Linked DNA regions of Mus musculus: region 1 is linked to region 2. The links are chromatin contacts, called in public Hi-C maps. All regions are on one chromosome and are shown on one strand. Each heading gives the region's core, a stretch centred on a gene start, on an enhancer-like site or on the middle of the called end of the contact. The rest is flanking DNA. Distances are from core to core; before and after follow the strand shown. Region 1 has its middle 60 kb from the start of Gm31314. Region 2 has its middle 36 kb from the start of Gm42015.

Region 1 (4,939 bases), core at 467-2,966, 590 kb after region 2:
GGCAGAACAAACCTGTCCACTGCATCACACCATGGAAGCCGAGAGAGAGTGTGGACGGGATCAGGATTCCAGGACCCACTTCAAGAATGCATTCCAGTGGCACAACTTCCTCTCAAGATTCCCCACTTCCTAAAGGTGCCCAACAGTGCCAGAAACCAGATCATTCCAGACCCAAGTCACACCGCCCTCTCACGGCAGCACCAGGCTTGCTTTAAACTCGAGCTTCATCCACTCATCCCAACCAGAGCTCATGTCCGGGTTCCATGTTCAGACACACCCTCTCTGTCCTAACTCCTTATTGCAGCGCACTCTCCCAACCAAGATGAACTGACCATAAACCATGAACCAAAGTGAATTCTTCCTTCCAAAAGGAAGGGAGGGGGAGGAGAGAAGAAGCTATGTGCTCTGTGTGTGTGTGTGTGTGTTATATGTGCATGTGTCTGTGGCATTACACTCACTTTGTACACATACAGGAACCAAAGGAGGACGTCAGATGTCCTTTATTGTGGTTTGATTTACTCCCCATAAGCAGAGTCTCTCTCACTGAATCCAGATCTAGGCTGGCGGCCAACGAGCTCCAGCAATCCCTCTGCTTGCTGGGATTATAGGTAGGTGTGTGTGTGTGTGTGTGTGTGTGTGTGTGTGTGTGTGTGCGTGTGTGTGTACACCTAGGTTTTCTCACGGGTTCTGGGTATTTGAATTCTGGTCCTCATATCTACACAAGTGTTCCTACTTGCTGAACCATCTCCAGAGATCGACTTACTTTTCTGGAAGTTCCATCCAGTAGCCAAATCTTTAGCATCTGCCTCGGAAAGATAAGGAAAGTATTTATTTCAGCCTTAGTCCATAGGAAGTCCCACTTAATGCCAGTGGTGCTTTATGGGTTTAGAGGGATAGTACTGACATCAGGGCCCAATATCGTGTGCTTTTCTAACACTTAGAACTTTGAATGGTCTTCTAGTGACACGGGATGGATGGGTCTACATCCGTCCCCATCCATCCTTCCTGGCTACTGTGGTAAGTGTGGGGCTGGAGAGATGGATCAGGGGTTGTAGTGTTTGTCACAGAGCATGAAGGACAGTGGTTAGAACCCCAGAATCCATGGGGTGTGAGTCTTGGAAGATGGGAGACGAGGATGCCCCAGAGCAAGCTGGCCAGCAAAACTTACCTTATTGAAGACCTCTGGGTTACATTGTGAGAGCCTGCCTTAGTGATAAGTTGGAAGAGCAAGCAAGGAGGTCTCTGAATACCAACCTTGAGTCTCCACATGCACTTGCACACGTGTGTGCCCACAAACAAGCACACAACCACACAAGTGTGCAAATAATGGAAAAGAGAAAATAATACCCAAGCTGTTGACTAGTCTGATCGCTACAAGGGGTAATTCCCTTGAAAAATCATCTCTCCAGACAAGTGGATGAAAATGTTCTGTGGTGGCTTCCACACATGGTGACAGGACTTTGAAGTTTTCGAAAGAGGAAAAATGACCTCGGACTTGGAATTATGTAAGGTCCTTGCTACATGAGCAGCTGTATCCCAGACAGCCCCAACGACAGGCTCACATCTTGTTTATTAAACATGCCGGTCACACCACGCCAAAGTCTTCTGTAGTACTGGAGTGACAAGCAGCCAGCCAGCCTGGCCACCCATAGCTCCCTGCCCTCAGCTCCCACAATGTAGACAGGCAGCGGGTCATGTGGTTCCGTTCTCAGAAAGCTCCAGGGGAGGAAAGCTGACTCACAGGAGACCATCTGTCCACTGGCCAGTCACCCAAGTGAGTCTTGTAGGGCATTGTCCCCCGAGAAGTGACTCACACCATAAATCTCACTCTGAGAATTTTAGGATTGGGAAACCAGGCACCCGTTGGTAAGGGTCACAGTAAGCAAGAAGTCCATGTTTAAGGGACTGACTCTGAATTGTCCCCTAAAGGTTCATGTTTCGAATGTTTGGTTCCCAGCTCTGGGCTGCTATTTCTAGGATGTATGGAAACTTTGGGGGGTAGGGGAGGTTGTAGCTGGAGGAAGTACGTCACTGGGGGCGGGACTTTAGGGAGGGAGGGGTTTCCCTGGCTCCTTCCTCCTGCTTTCTGCTTCCTGGTCAGGCACAATGACAAGACATACTGCCCTCGTACACGGGGCTTCTATAGAAAAACAGCTTAAACTAGCCTTGTGGGACTGAGAGACTATTAGATTCTTGGACTTCCCATTCACAGCTGCCCATTGTTGGGTTAGTTCGATGACTATAAGGTATTACAATAAATTTCCTTAATATAGAGAGACGTTCCGTAAGTTCTGTGACTTTAGAGAACCCTGACTAATACACTCCCAGAAGCAGGCTGTGCAAAGAGTAACTAGCTGAGAGTCATGCTGGTCACTCTCAGCTAGGTAAGCTACTAGAGAACCTACCAAGTATCAATCCATCGGAGACAAAAATGTCCTATGCACCTCCTGACCCAAAGAAGAAGGGTCAGGTGAGCTGTGAGGATAATGTGGTACCTGTGGACTACAGGCCACTTTTGATCCACCCTGACAGGAGCTCAAGCCTCTGAAATGGCTGGCATGCACAAGGTCCTAGCTTAGAAGTTCCAGCACCACCAGACCCAAAACCAACTTTTGAAGATGATTAGGCTTCGAATGTAAGAAGTGTTCACTCTGGGCCAGCAAGTTAGTTCCCCAGGTGTGGGTGACTGCGTCTAAATCTGATGATCTGAGTTCAATCCCCGGGTCCCACGTGAGGGAAGGACAGAACTGACTACTGCAGACTGTCTTCTGACCTCCACAGGTGCTGTAGCACACATGAATACACACAGCAAATAATCAAATAAATAAGCGTAACTTTAAAATTAACAAGAGAAACATTGCTTAATTTTAGCTCCCAGCAGAAATTCTGTGGGTCTCTAACTTGCCGCGATCTAAACTAAAGATGGAAAGGACCGTTTCCCATTACTTTGTAAAAATGCAGGCTGGGTGGTCAGTACCATAAGAGCCAAATGAGTGATGGGGGATTGATTGAGTCAAACACATCATACACGGGTTTGAAATTTGCCAAGGATAAATAATACATATACATTCGGAAGTCATAAAATGAAAGCTTACAGAGGCTGAGTGGAATCTGTCCTTTTCATCTGCCTTGTGCCTACCTCTAGAAACAGCATCTCTTGCTCTCAGAGACTATTCTTCAACCATTCCCAGGGACACTGAGGGGCCAATGATGGAAATTCTCCCTCCCCCCATCTGTGCATTCAGGGAAGTGCCCCATCCTGACTGACAACCAACGAGCCACACCCCACTACCCAAGAAGCAATAATCAGAGTTCCAGAGGTGGCTACACAAGCTGACTAGTCAGGGTCCATCCCTGGGAATCCTCACAAAGTTACCAGAGAAGGGGAAAAAAGTGTTACATTCTGGAGGCTACAGAAGAGGGTCAATACAAGCCTGAGATGTTTTTGACAGTAACCATCTTGTTCTCCACATCCCTTCCCCAGAAGGAGGGAGCATTTCCTAAGTCCTGTGAAACCATGCTAACACAGAGGACAGAGCAGAGCTGAAGAAGATGGAGAGAGAACAGAGAGTCAGGTGAGAAAACATACAGGGAGGGGGAAGAGCTCAAGGTTTCTCACAATCATCTCCAAATTTCTAAGATAATCCAATAAATTACTTTTAAGGATCTTTCCCCCTTAATTCACATCTATTTCAGCTCCTTGCCACCACAAAAGTCACAGTAGAGGGTGGGTCACTCCTACTAAGGACACCCCTGGAAAGATGGAAATTGTATTCTTATCAAGAGAACAATAAAGGTCTCTGAATGAGACAGATCCCACCCCCCACCCCCAGCAACCCTGCCACACAGCAGGGTTGTGAAAATGCACAGGATACACTTCCAACCGGGACTCTCCAAAACAAGTTACATAAGAAAAGTTGTGCCATCAAAAGAAATTAGTAAAACATTGACTCAATCAAGTCTTTCTACACTGAAATTTTAAAACATTAAAACAAAATTAAAGTGGACACAGTATGTGTGTGTGCATGCATGTGTTTTATTGGAAAAAATAATATTGTTAAAATATCCATAGTGCCCAAAGTGATTTAGAGCTTTATGTTCAACCCATATCAAAAATCTGACACCATTTTTCGCAGAAAGGGCAAAGGACATGCTGAAGGTCCATGTGGAACACGGGAGACCCTGAACAGACAGAGCAACCTGGAACAAGAAGAGCAAAACTGGGAGGAACGACAGTATGTGATGTCAAAGCGAATCACAATCCACTGTGAGCTGTTAGCGAGCATGACCACGTAACAGTGACAGAAAGCATGGATGTTAACAAGGATATGGAGAAAGAACCACATTCCCAACCTGGTACCACTCTAACTGTAATCCAACTTAATCCAAGCCAACACAGACATAAGCATAATCCTTAATGCAACCCAACAGAAGCATAAACCTAAACCAACTCAGACCAAGCCAAGTCGCTCAACATTAACCCTAAACTTGTCACTAACCCTAACCAAACCTGACCCTAATCCAACACAACATAACACACTCAACCCTTACCAGAACCTTAACACAGCCAACCCAACCCTAATTCAACACAGCACAACCTAACCAAAGTCCCAGACCTAATCTTATTGTAACCCAACCCAAACCTACCCATAAACCAACTCAATACAACCCAGTCTACTCAACTCTAATCCTAACCTTACTAACCCAAATCAACTCAACCCAAATTCAACCCAATCCTAACCCTAGCTCTTACCCAGTCCAACTCAGCTCGACCCTAACTCGACCAACCTAAATGTAACCCTCACACTAACACCACCAGTGGGCTATGAACTGATAGAGATACTATAGAAAACATCATAGGGCCATCCCTAACAACCCTACCCCTAACTGTAATTCAAGGACTAAACATTCTACCACATAATCTATTCTGATTCCTCTG
Region 2 (4,926 bases), core at 1,787-4,286:
TCTCGCCGTGGAAGCAGAATGCGAAGCGTCATAAACAAGCAGCGCTCACACACCTTCTCGCACTCGCTCGCACACGCTCCTTCTATCACCCTCTTCTAGCAATCTGGAGGACGAGGACGGGAGACTAAAGTCTTTTAGAAATTTCCAAGTCAGATCTCAACTAAAATAGGATTAAAGGGATAATGGGGGGGTGGGGGGAGAAAAAAATCGCAGAGCAAGGTTGCTTGCCCCCTCTTTTCCTGGTCTCCCAAAGGAGGTGAAAGGAATCGGAAGTTACTTTTCAAAGCTGCCCCCGTCTGTTCGTCCGTCCCCTGGCCTGGCTAGTGGTAGACCCTTAAAAGACTCTGAGAGTAGAAACATCTTCCTGTCCCCTCCTCTTTTCGCGGTAGGAAACACAAAGGCGATGGGAAGCCGCAAGGTGGCCCTTGGGGTCCCTTCCAGGTGCTACTGCAGGGGGCACTGTGACATCAAGAACTTTCTCAGCCGCTGCTTGCAGCTGGGCTGATCGTTCAGAGAACAAACCTCAGAGGCTACAACCATTTTCTCCTCGGATGTCCCTAACTTGTATTCTTACAAAGAAATGGAGATGGAAACCTGCCACTCCCCACCCCCCCACCCCTCAACTTCCGTATCGTATATGCAGCGTTTAATTTCTGCACCAATCTTTGTAAATATCACCAGCATCTCCTTTCCCCTCACAACCCCCCCCCCCCATGTTTTCTCCTTTTCTCTTGATTTCTCTTTCCAGTTTCTTCTCCTTGCTCTGCCTCCTCTTATTGCCTCCTGCAGACACCGGGGGGGGGGGGGGGGCGCACACACCTCCCATCTACCTTGGCTGCGTATTTCTGCACCGCTCTGAGAGAGTCTTCCCGGGCTGCGCCTGGCCTTTGCATCCTCCAGATTGGAGCAAAGCGCTGGCTCTTGGCTCTGTACTTTCACAGATCTTTACAGTAATTATGTGGGAACTTCAAAGCAAGGCTATTTGTTTCTCTCTCTCTCTCTCTCTCTCTCTCTCTCTCTCTCTCTCTCTCTCTCTCTCGTTCTCTCTCCTCGCACTACTGAAAGTCCAAACAAAAAATTCTGTCTGCAGACATCGCAGAAAACTGTGTTGAACTTAGCAGCTAGTATTTCAAATAAACAATGCTTGAAACAAAACAAAACAACAAACAAAAACAACACCCCCACCAACCCCCAAACCTCTTCATACTTCTGAGAAAGATAGTGGGGGGAACTCAATGAAGAACCAGTTTCCACTCGAAATGTTCGGATCCTGTCTCAGCCTCTTATACCTTGTGGACTAGAGACCAGGAGTGGCCTTGGAGGAGGAGGCCAAGGAGAACTTTCATTCAAGTTTTCAGTAGCTGAACCTGTAGCGAGGTTCTGTACCTTGCTCCTAATCAGAAGGGGCTAGTTCCAGAAAAAATAAAAAAACAAAACAAAACAAAAACAAAACAACAACAACAAAAAACCCGTGTGCTCTGGGAAAGGCTACTTTTATGGCTTGTTTTATTTTAGCGAGAATTTTACGTATTAAACGTTGAAATAAAATTCCGTCTACGTCTGTGTTTTGTATCTGCCTCAACTCGGGGCGGACACCCAGCTTCAAGGGAGAAGTAAAACGCCCGTTCAATAAGATGATGGGCTGGACGCTACAATGACGAGATGTTTCCCAGGCTCCTGACTTTCTTATAAACGGGGTTTTAGCTCAAGAACTAGAGAGGAAGGAATCTGATGAAGAAGCTGAGAACACCCGACGAATGTGGACCAAATCCCCCATGGTGGACCAATGGAGAGCTCAGAGTGATGGGTGGGTCCTAGAGAAGCCCAGGGAAAGGGGCTTCTAGAATCCACAGGGTTCGTGTGACTCAGCCAGCCCTTCCTCAGGATGTGCTGTGCTGTGGCAGCTGCAGACTCGAAAGGGGTAGATGCCACGTGCTCCCTATGGCTACCCAAACCCACACTTGGTGGACACACTTGCTGACAGGCATAAGCCCCCCCCCCCTTCCCCAATTCTTCTCCATCACCCTGACTGCCTAAGGTATTTGGCCAAAGTGAATTCGAAAGAAGGCACCGACTGAGACAGGTGATTTTCTGTTTTCTCTCCTCAGAGGACAGGCAAAATATTTACAGAGGAAAATTCCCATGCTTTCCCTTTGATTTTTAATGAGGTTAAAAAAAAAATCCCAGCTAAAGGGACGTAAGCTCCTTTGACTAAGCAGATAGGAGAGGCATTTATTAACTCAGTCCCAAATCTGCCTTCCCAAGCCGAGAGTCTCTTTTAGAAAAAAGCTTCCTCCTTTTTTTTTTCTAAAAGCAATCCTCCCTCTTTATTTATTTATTTTGGTCTTTGTTGTGTTATAGTCTCCTTCTCCCTCCCACCCAGAATCATAAATTTTCCTGCAAACCCGGGCACACACTGGTCTGGGGGTCTGTGTTAAGAGTGTGTAAAAAGCGAGTTCGTTATGATTTATTGATTAATACAATGCCACAATCATTATCACGGTAGTAGGAACAAGTGTGACAGTAATAAAAGCCGTTGTAAGCTGAGATCATCCCTCCCAGATGTTTGATGGAGACTTTAAATAGCTTTAAAAGAAAAGGAATAAAAGATTTTTTAAAAAGAGCCTTTATTCCTAAATGCGTATTCCCATAATAGAATAATGGGATATTAACGTACTTAAAAGCACAAGTTCCCACGCCTGAAGCTATACTCTCTCGGAGTTAAACTCCGAAAAGACTTTGAAATACGGGAACTTAGAGCCATGTGGGCTGGTGAGGGAGGCGCTGCTTATAAAATGGCCAGCAGATGGCGCTCCAACCACTGGTTAGGCCACAGATTTTATTTATTTATTATTATTATTTTAAAATTCTGTTCTTGGTCTTTCAGACTAGGGTGTGGACAGGCACTTTGGGTCTGATTTTGAATATTGAACAATGCCATCAAAAGGCATGGAGGACGAAGGCAGGAGTCAGGTCAAGGGGCTGTTCTGGGTGGGTGTCAGGCTGGCCAGATTTTGAGAACTTCAGTGGGACAAGAAAGGATGCTTTGTTTAGCTGTGGGTGGATTCTGGCCAGACTCCATTGAGCAGAAAACAAGGCAATGGTGCCCTCGGGTTTTCCAACTCCTTTTAGGCATTCAGGAAAGGAAAAAAAATTAGATCTTTGGTTGGTGTTGTAAGGACAACACTGTCACTACTCTGTGGTTGGAAGACATTTGGCTTTCTTCTCACCCCGCCCCCAGATCTAGCTCAAGGGAAAAGACGTGGGTGGAGGGAGAGACGGGAGAGAAGGCTGTGTCTGTCCGTGAGTCTGCGTGTCTGTGTGTCGGGTGGGGAGGGCACTTGACAGATGAATGTGGTAGTGGAGTGAAGTGTGTGTGTGTGTGGGGGGGGGGGGGGGAGACACTGAATGAACGCAGAGTCTTGTGGTCGGAGTCAAAACCTGGGTTGCAGGCCCCACCTCTCAGTGTGAGAGGCCACACCATGCTCTGGATGCCAGGATCTGGGGACAAAGGATAGGTCTAGAATGGATGCGACGGCATCCGAGGTTGAACCCGTCTGCGTCTTAAAGGGTAAGGGTGGGTTTGGCTGAAGAGCTCATGGAGAGAAGAATGAGAAGAGGGAATTTTTCCTTTTCCTGGAGCCTTCAAGGTCTTCATAACACAGCTCCCAAGTGAACTGGAATCTGGCCAATCAGAGCCGAGGAGGCAAACAACCAGGAAGTGAATGGCTATCGGGAACATTAGCAGAAACCAGGAGAGCTCAGGGGTCATCTCGAACGAGAGCTGAGATGTGTGTGTGTGTGTGTGTGTGTGTGTGTGTGTGTGTGTGTGTTTAAACCGGATAGAAAACTCTGTTTTAGCGTTTCCACCATTCTTATCTAGTCTAATCTAAGACTTCATTCATAAAATGAATCCCTGTCAACCCAGAGCCATTGCTAGCAGGCCCATTAGGATTCTACTTCTAGACAAGGACACTGAGTGTCGGGGTGGCCCCCAGTCAAATAGCTTCAAACGAAGCTAAAGCCGTTAACGCTGGGGAGAGAGCAAGCTTCAAGTCAGGGTTCTTCTGTTGGTGTGTTCAATGCACAGTTCCATTTTTCACCCTGGCTGATGGGGAACTGGCCCTGTCTCGAAGGCTGTGTGGGAGACTCACTGGGATCCCTTGCCTCAGCCTCCCAAGTGCTGGGATTAGAGTGAGCTGCCATATCTACTGGAGATTAGCGTATTTCAGGGTGATCTATAAGCATGCCTTTGGAGGAAGAAATAAAATGAAATAAAGCACTCTCTTGACTATTGGAGAGAAATCTTCTACTGTTCTTAGGACAGTGTCCTAGGGAGGAGAGACTTGAGACTCTGAGAAATACAAGCACAAAGTCACTGTTGGAAGAGGTGTCACTTGCATGTAGGGGTCAGAAGCCACTAACTCTTGCTATGAATTGATTTAAAAAAAAACAACAACAAAACTTTAATCTAATCTAAAAAAAATTACATCGAATGGTCGAGTGAGTGTGGCGGAGGGGCTGCCAAGGTGTGCGTGTGGTGATCGGAGGACAATGTGGGGGAGCCAGTTCTCTCCTTCCTTCACATGGGTCCCAGGGTTGAACTCAAGTCTTCAGGTATCCACTGAGCCATCTGGTCAACCTTGTCTATAAACTTGCCATCACACGCCCCTACAGCACCCTGAGAGAGCGGAGGTGAGCTGCCAGTGAAGTGAATAAAGGGCCCCCGAGAGGCCCAGCCTGCCAAGCTCACAGGGAAGATTGCTTTCCAGCCACACAACTACAAAAAGATCTCTCTGCTGCTCTCTCCTTCCACCTCCGTACACACCACCTCTAAGTCCTCCGGTCCGGGCCTTTGGCAATGAAGACAACCTGAGAGGAAAAGCCATGTCAGAGCGCCTGTCTTTCTCTCTTCTTGCTTGCAGC

The links. A called contact is a pair of places that touch in the nucleus more often than the background predicts.
Region 1: a contact with region 2 is called in a Hi-C map of uterus. The contact joins two enhancer-like sites. A contact is called at or near these places in 2 of 484 Hi-C or Micro-C datasets (nephron progenitors and uterus) and 1 of 115 datasets of contacts at active chromatin or transcription factors (craniofacial prominence).

Annotation. Positions count from the first base shown.
Region 1 is chr5:119,465,840-119,470,778 of GRCm38.p6, forward strand. No RefSeq gene overlaps it. Among named protein-coding and RNA genes, the nearest start is that of Gm31314, 60 kb to the right of the region's middle. Within about 2 kb of position 1,717, at least 22 of the 459 cell types and tissues checked have an H3K27ac peak or open chromatin away from gene starts, as enhancers often do. A contact at or near this core is called in uterus, where this site is marked.
Region 2 is chr5:118,877,110-118,882,035 of GRCm38.p6, forward strand. No RefSeq gene overlaps it. Among named protein-coding and RNA genes, the nearest start is that of Gm42015, 36 kb to the left of the region's middle. Within about 2 kb of position 3,037, at least 33 of the 459 cell types and tissues checked have an H3K27ac peak or open chromatin away from gene starts, as enhancers often do. A contact at or near this core is called in uterus, where this site is marked.